Regions from separate parts of the Hordeum vulgare genome. Here region 1 is linked to region 2. The links are chromatin contacts, called in public Hi-C maps. All regions are on one chromosome and are shown on one strand. The core of a region is the stretch at or near the end of the contact, and the rest is flanking DNA. Distances in the headings are between cores, read along the strand shown.

The links. A called contact is a pair of places that touch in the nucleus more often than the background predicts.
Region 1: a Hi-C map of seedling shows a contact between it and region 2, with 3 times the contacts expected there. The contact joins the enhancer-like site here to the promoter of LOC123426508 in region 2. A contact is called at or near these places in 5 of 6 Hi-C or Micro-C datasets (leaf, seedling and an unstated tissue) and 1 of 1 datasets of contacts at active chromatin or transcription factors (embryo).

What each region holds. Positions count from the first base shown.
Region 1 is chr2H:426,102,568-426,108,929 of MorexV3_pseudomolecules_assembly, forward strand. No RefSeq gene overlaps it. Among protein-coding and RNA genes, the nearest start is that of LOC123426509, 290 kb to the right of the region's middle. Within about 2 kb of position 4,379, at least 3 of the 3 cell types and tissues checked have open chromatin away from gene starts, as enhancers often do. A contact at or near this core is called in leaf and seedling, where this site is marked.
Region 2 is chr2H:425,614,028-425,620,578 of MorexV3_pseudomolecules_assembly, forward strand. LOC123426508 (stearoyl-[acyl-carrier-protein] 9-desaturase 5, chloroplastic) reads right to left here and starts at 4,330. Exons shown (of 3, transcript XM_045110348.1): 1 at 4,038-4,330; 2 at 1,913-2,414; 3 at 529-1,427. The coding sequence starts at 4,153. The coding sequence ends at 867.

The DNA.
Region 1 (6,362 bases), core at 3,129-5,628, 490 kb after region 2:
GGAAAGCAAATGGAAGAATCGAAGGGGATAATCTATTGAGTTTGGAGCCTACTCGACAAATGCCTCTACATCCATGACGATGTCGTGAGGCCTGTATCCATGCCAAAGGAGGAGTTGTGTTTGTCGTAAGAGGATTGGATAAAAGCAAATACTAATGGCGCAAGAGATAGACACAAGAATTTCGCAAGCGGTGGGGTAATCATATGTGATCATGATGATGACTTCGGGCTAATATCCTTACTGAATTCTTCCATCAAGATTATCACTAAATTGCTTGCCAACAAACTCCAGAAAGTTATTCTTAATCTAGTCCACATCAACCAATATGGCTTCTTGAAACATATATCTATTCAAGACTGCCTGACTTGGACATTTGAATACTTCAACAATGTCAACATTCAAAGTAGCCCACTGTGATCCTTAAGCTAGATTTTGAGAAGGCTCTTAACATGATTGATCTTCAAGCAATTATTGATATTTTGAGAGCAAGGGGGTTTGGGGATAAATGGTTATCTTGGATTCATTTGATCCTACCTTCTGGGACTTCTACTGTTTTGCTGAATGGAGTTCCAGGGAAAAAGTTTCACTACGAAAGAGGAATCAGGCAAAGAGACCCACTGACATCCTTCTGTTTGTTCTTGATGTAGATCTATTGCAGACTACCTTGAATGAGGCCATGGATCACCAACTAATTAGCCCTCCAATCTCTAGTTCATCATGTCCAGATTTTCCTGTGATCCAATATGTTGATGACACCATTCTTGTCCTTGCAGCAGTTCCATCCCAGCTCATGCACACTAAAAACACGCTCCTTCATTATGTTGATTGCATTGGACTAAAAGTGAACTACAACAAGTCTATCATTGTGCCAATCAATGTCTCTGAATCTCTAATGACTTCATTGGTATCTATCTTAAACCGCAAACAAGGATCTTTCCCATTTACATATTTGAGACTCCCTATGAGCACCCCCGGGATGAAAATTGAAGATTTCAACCCTATAATAATTGAAATGAGGCTCTCTCGGTGTTCCACATTGCTCATATATGATGGTAAATTTCAGTTAATCTAGTCTATTTTTTTGCTTCCCAACCAGTTTTCTTCATGTGCACCCTTGCTCTTCCAATTGGGGTTACAGAGCAAATCAATAATATCTCAAGCACTTCTTCTAGAGAAAATATGGAAGGACAAACAAAGGCACTATCTTGATTGCTTGGTCTAAAGTCTGCAAGCCTAAAGAATAAGAAGGTCTTGGTATTCTAGATGTCCTAACTCATAACAAAGCCCTCATGATGAAAAACTTGTATAAATTTCTTAATAAGGAGGACATTCCATGGGTCAATTTTATTTGGGAGAAACATTACAACAACTATGTTCCTTTTGAGAAGATGGAGGGCTCATTCTGGTGGAAAGCTCATCTGAAATTATTTCCTGAATTCAAAGCTGCAAGTACATGCAAGATTTCTTCAGGACGGTCAATTCTTTTTTGGAAAGATAATTGGGCAACTGAACCTTTGGAACAAAAACTCCGAGAACTCCACTCTTATGCCATCAAGGGATCCTTGTTTGTTCATGAGTTCAGTCTATCTAAAAACTGGGTTGAGCATTTTCACACACCCATGACCACTCAGGCCTATGATTAGTTTTTGCAATTGGGGGATTTGATGCCCATTCTCAATCATGAAGGAAAGGAGAAATGGATATGTAATGGATTGGCAAACAGATATTCATCTACGAAGATGTACAAATTTCTCATGGGGGCTCAAATTGGGCATCCTATCTTTAAACTAATCTGGGGAACATCTAGCAGACTCAAACATAAGATTTTCTTTTGGTTGGTGGCTCATTGCGGAATAAACACTATATCACTATTATATATAGAGAAAAGGAATGCATCTTGATAATCCTTTCTGCCCTCTCTGCAATCAGAATGTTGAAGAAACAGACCTACATTTGCTTTCGGATTGTGTCTTTGCCCAGAACTGTTGGAAATCATTAATTCCAAATAAGAAAAGAGGGACTTCCCTCTATGAGGAAACTTTATTTGCAATTGATCAACTCCCAAAAGCTTTTGCACCAGAAAATGTTATTTTGGGTTGCTGGACAATTTGGAATGACACAAATGACAAAATCTTCACAGGAATTCAGCACACAATTCAATCTTGGATATTTCACTTCAAGCAAGACCTCGAGCTCCTTCAACATAAGATAAAAAAGAAGCACTCTCGAGAATTCAACAAGTGGGTGCACAATAACTTCCAATTTTTTGTTTTTAATGTTTACAAGAACATGCATTGGCTAACTTTCTTATTTTATTTTCTAGGATCAATATGATCCTTGTACCTGTATTTTTTATTTATAAAATATACTGTAGAACTATTTTCAAAAAAATGAGTTCCTTGGTGGGGCCTGCCATTTTGCCGTCTTTTCATGTGTTCCGAAGCTCGCTGAGTTGATTGCATGTCGGTGGGTCTCACATCTAACCATCGAGACTAGCATCCAGAAGCTGGTTCTCGAGATGGACTATCAGAGGTGGTGACGGTGCTTTCGACACCAACATGGATCTACCCATGCACGAACCTCTCATTGAGGAGATTAAGACTACCCACAATGAGAATGACATAGGTAGTAATATAAATGCCACCTAAGAAAACAAAGATGATGTGACATCTAATTAATGGGAAGAGAGAGAAATTAAGTAACATAGCTATTACTCATACTATGAGTAACATCATACATACCAAGACAAGATAAGTCTATAAGCTAATAAATGAAAGACTCGATGTTACTATCCCTTTTGTTATTATCCACTTTGGAGGTAGTAATTTAGACTAGTAACATATGCATGTTACTACTCTATGTTACTTCCCATTGTGGATAGTCTGCACTTCTCAAGAAAATGACCATCAACGAATCAAGTGGGTCAGCTAATATCCAATATAAGCTAGCTTAGACGTTGGCTACGGATGGTTGGTCAATAAAGGTTATAAGAGTTTATTACATTCACTTGGTTACATACTCCGAACACAGAAAAATAAAGACAAACATTTGGTACACTGGGTTGGATGGTCGGCTCCGCTATCGTTGTTCACAAACACGTCCGATTGTACCTTGAGAGTTTGATGTCTTTGATTTAATGCATGGCGTGGAAGATGACCTAAGGAGACGGCAAGGGGTGAACAAAGACAAAATACCAAAGAAAATGACAAATACGTTGGCAAATTGACAACACATCAAACAATAGCTAAATTATTTGCGAAAACACTAACGAATGCTCCCCTATGAGGGGATGACAAGTGAATGTTTTTATGTCAATTTTCGCCTTTCCTTACCTTTTCTAAAAAAAACTGTCAAGCGTTTCTCAAGGAATTGCCAGCAAAAACGTTCACAAATGGTATCCCCACGACAAACAATCGCACGTTATTAAGGTCCATTATTTGACATGAACAATATTTTGATTCGATGAGTATTTTTGGAAAGCACTAACCAAATGGAATGATGACATGTGGATAGATATACTTCATATTTGTGCAAATCGCCTTCGCGGGTTTGGCTACATTTTTTAAGCCGCATGTTGAAGACACTCACGTGTATTCGCTGTCTGTTCGCGCTTTTGACAGAAAAATACACTTCTTTAGTACATCCCCATTTTAAAATAAGATGGCTCTAATACTTCATCGTTTGAAATTACTTGTCATATAAATAAATAAATAAGATATATATATGAAACGAAAATATATTTAGGTACATTCGTTCTTATGATAAATATTTTTGAACGGAGGAGTATAAAATTGTATTAAGATTGAGACATTTATTTTGGCGCGAAGAAAGTACCTGCGGTAGGGATATATTTGTATAGAGATACTCCATGTAGGTGCTTAGTATTGAGAGTCGGCTATTATCGGCCCCAACTTTGTTTTCCTTTTCTGTTCCGACTTAGTCGACACATAAAAGTCGAAAGATACTAGTCGCAACGAAACCAATTACCCCCTCCGTCTCAAAATTTTTGTTTTAGGTTTGTCTAGAAATGAATGCATCTAAATACTAAAACGTGACTAGATACATTCATATCTAGACAAATCGAAGACAAGAATTTTGGGACTTTGGAGTCCACGTTTAGTGCTCATGCTCGTGGCTAGACGTGGGCCCTCCTTTCATCATGGTACGATTTGAGTGAGCGTATGGTCAGGTCTGTCCATCCTTGTCGTATTTGGCAAGTTACCACCACTGAGCGATACGTGGGACTGAGTACACATCGATGGATGGATGGAGTATGCGAAATTTAATCTCGCATGGAACTCCATCCAGGCATCATTTTCCTCGATTGTGTCGCCATCCAAACTTAACCCCGTACATCGAATAGTTTTTTCTCTGTACACCCGTACAACGAATAGTTGATGCCTGTGCTAATGTACTAACTGTACTACGTGCATGCACGTACCCTGTCGTGTATAATTAGCTAATCAAGGAAGCCAGCAAATACTCCCTCCGTCCCAAAATAAATGTCATAAACTTGATACAATTTTATACTAGTTCTAGTACAAAGTTAAGATAGTTATTTTAAGAGGAAGTATGAAGCATGGGCGCCTTTCGCCGGCCAACGAAATTGTCAATCCAATGGAGCTATAGCAGCAAATACCAAGGATCTATAGCTGACGATAACGTCCATCATGGTAAAGCGACCGATTAATGTGCGCCGTTTATCTTGTTTGGACCGACTGTGCCGATCTGACAGAGTCTTTGCTCGCCGTTGGCTCCACCTACCGACTCCTGCTCTCACACCCTCTTTATGAAACCCCGTATAATATCCTATCAGCAAAATAACTGTTAAAGTATAAATTAAAGCAAAAAATATTGCAAGAAGAGATCGTGCAAACACGTCCGATCCGTACAAAAATTTCGGGGCGCGATAAAAGATCGCCCTCAACCTTTAAATTCACGGCGTGGGAGGCCGACCCAAGCTCGCCCCTTATCCGCAACGGGATTTGGCGCGAGGGAAATTTTCGAGCGGCTGTTCCCCACTCCCCCATCCTTGGCAGCCATTGCCCCGCCACTAGGCGCTTCGGAACTTCTTCCTCGCCATTCTTCGCCGTCACGGAAGCCTCCTAGCCGTCTCAAGTCAACGTGGAGGTCGCGCACGCGCAATCCCGTTTGACGGCTCTCGTCGCCGGCCATGTCGCCCCCGTCGTCGCCCAAGGCACCAACGCGCCTACCCGCAAGCGCCAAGGCAACGTGGTCGTGCAGGGCGGCAATCCGGCTAGCCCCGTCGGAAAGTAACGCGCGTCGGGCGTCGCTGCTGCTGCGCGATCTGCTCGGCCTTCTGTGGAGAAGATGAGCAAGGTTTCGGGCGTGAAGCGAAAGAAGGTTCCTACGAAAAGGCCTTCGTCCACTCCCTCCACCCCAACGAGATGTTCCCGACGGTGCCTTTCAACAGTGTTGCTTCCACCGCAGACGAGGTGTTGGATGAAATGCCCGGAAGGTATGCATCTTCCCTCCCTTATTCTTGCTTGACTTTTCCGCCAAAGTGGTAGCTCGTGACGTGATGTCACTCAATGTAGCGGTGGTTCGAACAATGCCGATGTCGAGTTCCTGAACTTGTTGGACACCAACGCCATCGACATCGATCAAGCCCCGATCGCTGGTTTCGATTACAATGAATTGAAGGGTGGCGTGGATGACCAAGATGGTGAATATGAGGTGGGGGAGGTAGATGAGGGGACGTATGAGCAATCGCAAGCAAAAAAGCGTGAGATCGAAGAACTACACGATCTTTTGAAAGATCAAATCTTGATCAAGGCTTGAAGTACGATGTTTATGGATGCTTGCACGGGTGTGGGTCAAACCGTCAAGAGGTATTGGCAAAGAATTGAAGATGAGTACTTCCAACTCATGGCTAAGTATCCCAATAGGATAGCACGGACCTTTCGGTCATTCCAACGTCGCTGGGACGAGATCAAGCTGATTTGTAGTTGTTGGGCAACTTGCTTGGAACAAGTTCACAATGCTCCTTCAAGTGGAACCATGAAATCCGACTATGTGAGTTTGTTTTCATGTTCCACGTTCTGCACACCATTTGCATCATGTGAAATGGTTGCAACATTTGACTTTGTTTTAATTGTGTAGGAAAGAATTGCCCAACACCGGTACAAAGACACAGAAGCTTCAGAAGGCAAAAAAATTTAAACTAGAGCATTGTTGGGAAATGCTCAAAGACTGCAACAAGTGAAAGTTGATTGACAGAAAATCCCCCACCGAAGAGAGGTTCACTTACGGATATGGATGAAGATGAAGATGATGATGGCCCAAGAAATTTGAACAAACCCGATGGTGACAAGAAGACAATGGAGAAGATCAAAAGGGAA
Region 2 (6,551 bases), core at 3,080-5,579:
GCCGTTGACAGACAACCATGGGCCATTCTCCAGAAAACGATCTTCATCTTCCCTGGAGCATTAACCTTCCAAAAAGCTTGCCAGCTTTTCTTTTCAACACCAAAGTCTGACTGTACACCATGACCATGAGAATTAAGAATAGCATGAAATTCTCAGACTTGGCCAAGTTATATGCTGGTCTGACTGAATAGGATCTAAATCGATCATGAGGTCAGGTAACAAAATCATTCACCACACACACACTTAATTGGATCTGTCCACCACACGCACACTTAGTGGGATCTGTAACACTATGTTGGCCATCATCACAAGAAAAACACTTCGGGCCACCCCCTCATCCCAAGCTTTTCGATCAACACTAAGAGGAAATCCACTGTCACTCCCGCTGGAACTGGGACCAGAGTGTGAAAGACCCCGCTGGGTGGCCTGGAATCCAATTATGATCCAACATCTTAATTTTGTTTCCTGTAACGTAAGATGGAAAGCAGAGAAGAGCAGAACATGATCGAGCTTGTTAAGCTCATTGCATTTCGAGCACAAAAATGGCTTTAAAGTTTGGAATCTCATGATGCACATAAGTCTGTCTGTATACAAATATCCGTTTATTACTTTGAAACTTATACAAGCCCTGTAAACTTCAACGGTCACATAAAATATTCAACACAACAAAAGGTTGCAACGGAGCCCTTCACGGCCAGCCAGCATCTCACACCAGTTTCACTAGCCTCTTCACCCACTGTCATCCAACAACTTACAGGACAGCACATAAAACATTCTACCCTGCTAGGAAAACCTACACTGTGAACCGAAACGCGATATAATAGGATCGATGCAGTCTCATTAACCTTGTGGTTCCTTCCTCTTTATTAGAGCTGCACTTTGCGGTCATAAACCCAGCTGAATGGAACCACAGGCCCCTGTTTCGCCCTTGCCTGTGCTCTTTCGTCCAGCCGCCTGAATCTTGTCGCCAAGGTGCACACGTAGTCCTGTGCCCGTCTTCCCTCACCGGAGAGTCCAGTGACATCTGCAACTTTCCACCTTTGGACCAAGAACTCAAGGATGTCGGCATAGTCTTTCGCCGTGTACACGCCAAGCCGCTGCGCCACCGAGCTGAAGTGCTCAAACAGGTTGTCGTCCTCACCATCGTACATGAGATGAGCAGGCATTGAGATCTTCTTCCTCATCATGTCAGCAAATGCAAGCACCGTGTAGTCAGGATCTATTTCAAAAAGCTTCTCAACTATCTTGGTGTAAGCCGTTTCATGGCGCTTCTCATCAGCTGCTATTGTGCCACATATCTGGGCCAGTTTAAGGTCCCCAAATTGCTTGGCATGCCTAGCGGTATTGCCATGGGATATGAAAGTTGCTCTCTCTTGGAATGATGTGTAAAGGAAACCCATGTAGGGATTGTTCTCAGTTCCTGGATCCTGTATTGCCATGTGATACATTAAAATTAATGGCAACGCTCAATCCAAAAACAATTGCATGTTACAATTTACAAGTAGCTACACCATAGATGTCAATACATGGTGTTTCTTAAAAAAAGGTCAAAGGATATCTAGCTGTACCATTGTACTATTTGAAATGGCTAAAACAGAATATAAGTTGCCTTGCTACAATGAAGCACTATCTACAGACAGCACAAAATAAATGGTAGTTTGTCGATTGATTACCAAACACTTTAGTTACATGTTGGTTTTGGGAGGTGATTTTGTTTTGAGATCAGCAAAGTAAATGATAATAACTGAAAGGAAAAGGGATGCCACTGTCCTTAAAAGATATAGATAATACTCCCTCCGTCCGAAAATACTTGTCCTAAAAATGTATAAAATGAATGTATCTATAACTAAAATAAGTCTACATATATCTATTTCTCGGACAAGTATTTCCAGACGGAGGGAGTAGTTCTTACCATTCCAGAACCAATAAGGTACTGTATAGTCTTCTCAATTTGTCTCATGTCAACCCGTCCTGAAAGGTACATATACTTGTTCAGAAGATCACCATGCCTGTTTTCTTCAGCAGTCCATGCTCTTGTCCAAACAGCCCAGGCAGTTGGGCTTGCGCCAGTTTCATCTCGGACACCATCAAGGGTGTTGAGCATTGTTTGGTAGGTAGGAAGGGCTTCCTCAGTAACCATGTCACCAACTAGGCAAACAAAGTAGTCATCAGGGATTTCCTTTGCCCGCTCCCTCAGTTCTTTTACTTCATCATAAAATCCCTCGGAAGAAGGGTCTGGTAGGAAGTCCTGTGGCTGCCATGACTTCTCAACTGGCTTCAGAAGGTTCAATAGGTTGTCCCTAGCCCAAGATTGAAGTGAATCAAAGATCTCCTGCTTTTGTGCTGGTAGTGAATGCATGACTTGGAGATGCACCTCGCGAGGGGGAGCATAGGGCTTTTTGGCAGTTTTGACCCTAGGAAAGGTAACATAATGATTTAGTACAATCCAGAAGGAGCACTGCACAGTACATATGGATGTACTGTACTTGTTAAGGTGACATATGGATGCAACTCATATTAATCTATCTACTATAAGATCTCTATTCTGGAAATTTCCATGCTTCTTCTATCAAATTAAAGTGGCCAAGGAAACACAATGAGCCTGTTCCTTTAGGCCATGGTGAACAAAGGCCCCTGATGTTCGCATAGAAACTTTTAACTCAAAACAGTGTTTACCAAACATGCTCAAAACAGTGTTTACTAAACATGCTACTGCCATATATTAAAAACATGTAAGGTTCCGGTGAAGCGAGATTAAGTAGCTTGAGGTGCCACACAACTGCATGTACATACATAAACAGGGCAGGTAATTTGACTAAAAAGAGTAACTCGATGCAAAAATTGACTAAGCAAAACACAATCAACGGAAAACCACTCAAATTATCTTAAACTGGATGACAAACAAAAAATCGGTGTTTCTTTGTACTGGCATAATTCCTATATTCATCTTGATGTCTCCAGTGAACAGTCTGAGCACTCATATTTCACTGTATTATTGATTACAATACCCTAAAACATCATTGGTAAATTTCTGTTCACTGGGGAGTGTAAATTTCTGTTCTTAGACTACGACTTATTTAAAAACTGATACTACAAGAACACAAGAGCAGCAGAAACTAAATTGCACAAATCATAATTGCAAATCAAGCGTTTTATTGTTCACTATCAGTCTATCCCCATCAACATGTCTGAACAAGTTCAGATCTCAACAGCTAACAAGTCGCTTCCTGCATGACATAAACTCCTCGAAGACCACTGGAAAACAACTTTGAACAAGAACAACTTGCATAAATTTAAATTGACAATCCAAACAACTCTGGAATTCTACAGCCTGCTTAAATTGACCATCGAAACAACTATGAATTTTGACGGCCTGATTGAATTGACCATCCAAAGAATTCTGGATTTCTACGGCCTGCTTACATTGACCATCTATTGTTTCTGCACAAGCAATTCCTTCAAATCAATAACATAGGATTTTGGTTATGACAAGCAACTACTTAATGTGAATTTCTTAGTAAAAGAGTTCATGCACAATCAATTTGAGAACCAGTAGATATATCGTCGTTACAAAAAAAGAAATATACAGAAAAAAGGAACCGGATTTTGATCGCACATGCGCTTCTGCAAACGGGCTAGATCGCCAAACCGATTTTGGTCACGAACTAGCAGCCATTCAGATCGTAGGTAGGAGCTCGTTATCAAATGGATCAGCAAATGAATTCAAAGACAAGAGCCACGATAAAAGATAACAAAACACACCGAGCGAAAAGCCCTGGATCTCAACATAAAAAGAAGGAGAAGACGGAAAACAAACCGCAAATAGTTAGGTTTTTCTTCTTGTCGTGATTTGATCCGATCCATTGGGGTAAGTGTTTGCCTATCTTCCAAGCAGCCAATTCTAGATCACAAATCTCGCCACCCCAGATCACAAAAATAATTCGAGAGTCTACAGAAACCCCTCCCACCAACCCAAATCACACTATACACGAAACCATTTCCGCCACAATCAGGCATGGGCGAGAGGATCTGCTTACTCGTTGATGGTGGAGGCCATGGCGACCACCGGCGGCGGCCCATTACCGGCCCTCCTCTGCGCGACGGAAGGCGACGGCGAGGCCTTGTGGGACGGGAGGCACGCCCTGAACGCCATGGCCAGTCGGCTCAGCTGACCACCACCCCGTGCGAGATCTCGATGAGGAGGACAGGTGGATGGATTGTTTTCTTTGCTACAGAGGCCGGGATCCCTCCTGCACCGCTTCTTGGGCGCTCCTGGTTGTCTGTTTCGACCTGTACCTGGCTGTGTGGGGGGGGGGGGGGGGGGGGGGGTTATACAAGGGGTTTGTGAGAGGGATCCGGCTATTAAAAGAGGGAAGAGAGAGAATTTTCTTGTCGATCCAGGGGAGAGCGATCCGCCATTATTTTTGGTTTACGGCGTCGAGTTATTCCAACCTCTTTTGCTGGCCTGCATTGAAATTTTTGACCTCCTCACTGGCCCCATGCCCAAAAATAAACTTGATGCTGGATCAGCGGGGTGCCTACGAGCCTTACAAAATAATAATAATAATATTTTAAGGCTTCACAACATTTTAAAACCAATCTCACATGTACGCCTGGGCATACCATGTTTTTGCAAAGAAATGAACATATTATGTGTATATAATGTTTCAAAAACAATTTATGCACAAATTAATATATATTTTCAACACAGTACAGTGCATTGATAAAGTCATTAAAAACGTATCCCTGTCGAGTGAAACGTATGAACGCGCATCGCATGCAACTTTGAAATAAGGTGAAGATACCACTGTCATCCTATCATCCAATCACATATTGGTTCGCGCACAGATTGTTTGTTATAGAGCCATATAGTTGTCTTCTTCATGTAACCCATAAATAAATGCATTTCTTGTGTGCTTCTATATGCACTAGAGAGAAAAATAATAAAAATTATTCAAAACTCTAAATGTGTTACTCCCTCCATTTCTATATACAAGGTCATTATGTTTTTTCGACAAACTTTGACTTGTAATTTTAGTCAACATAATATGAGTTACATGTGATAAAAATATATATCATATGAAAGTTCTTTGAAATGTCAATACAATGACATACTTTTTGTGCCATATAACTCATTCTTATGGATAAAAATAATTCTTAAAGTTAGACACAAAAATATGAAGGTGGTACTAAAAAGAAGACTAAGATCTAGGTCAGTTTTTGTCTTTGCCGGATCTCTAGTCTCTAGACTAGATGGATAAGAGAGAGAAAATTGGTAAACTACATTTTATTAGAAATAAATAGATTTTCTGTCTTTAGAAACATTGAGCAAAATCACATACACACACATGTACATTTATGCACACAAAGTATAATGTTGATGTAGAGATCTCACGAGAAGGCCCATCTCCTTACTATAATCTGATATGATAGAAAGAGCACCTCTACCTTAAGCCTAAATTGATCCTTACTTACAATTCAAGATGTGTGCAACATTATAAGGTAGGTGAAACCGCTAGTTTACTTGCTTGAAAAAGGCAACCCTAGCTGATTCACACTACCTCTTATTATTATTATTATTATTATTATTATTATTATTATTATTATTATTATTATTATTATTATTATTATCTCCCCTAATAATAAAGCACGCATCTCTTCTATCGTCCGTCGTGGCATGTTTGCAAAAAAAACCCTCCTATTTTTGGTAAATCAACCCGCAGTCCTTTCTTAAGTGGATCTGAGAGAACGCTTCATTGTTTCAAAAAGCCTCCTACATTTGTAAGAATTTCAACGGGCATCATGGCTTATCCATTCCCTTCTCCACCGTCGGGCCGACAGGCAAGGAGGCGATGGAGCTCGGGGAGCCTCCGGAGGGGCCTTCTCGCCGGCGAAACGAGGCCGAGGGGGCGGGCGGAGGCCGAAGCGGGGCGGCGTGTGAGGCCAGCGGCCAGGGGCGGTGCGGACGGCCGGGACCGTGCGAGCGCGCGGAGGCGGAGAGGGCCGGGCGTGGCGACGCGGACGGCCGGGCCGAAGCGGGGCGGCGCGGGAGGCCAGCGGACACGGGCTTGCGCGGACGACCGGGACCGCGCGGGGCGGAGTGGCGCTGGGGCGGCCGGAGCGGCGGAGTCCATGGCGCGCGTTCGCCTGCCGGCGCTGCTCTCGCGGGAGGTACGCGCGACTGGCTACGGAGCAGACGCGGCTGGCTGAAGTGAAGGTTCGGCCTCCTCCTCCTTCCTCCCTCCCGTCCTCGAGCCCCCGACCCTTCTCCCTCCACCCTCCGCCGCAGCCGCGGCCGCCCCCGTCCCCGCCCCGCCTCCGAGATCCGGCCACCTCCGTCCTCCGTACCCCCAGCACGCCTCCTCTGTCCGCCGCCCGGTCGTACGCAGGTCGATCCGCCGCCGCGTCACGACAGCAGGCCCCGCCGCAAGCGAGCAATGGACCGGGTCGGCAGCGGCGAGAAGCACCTCGAGGACTGCATCGTCGCCAAGTTAGTCACCCGGTTGTCCCTCCCCTGCCTCCTGGCCTTGTGATTCTTGTTGCCGCTTCGG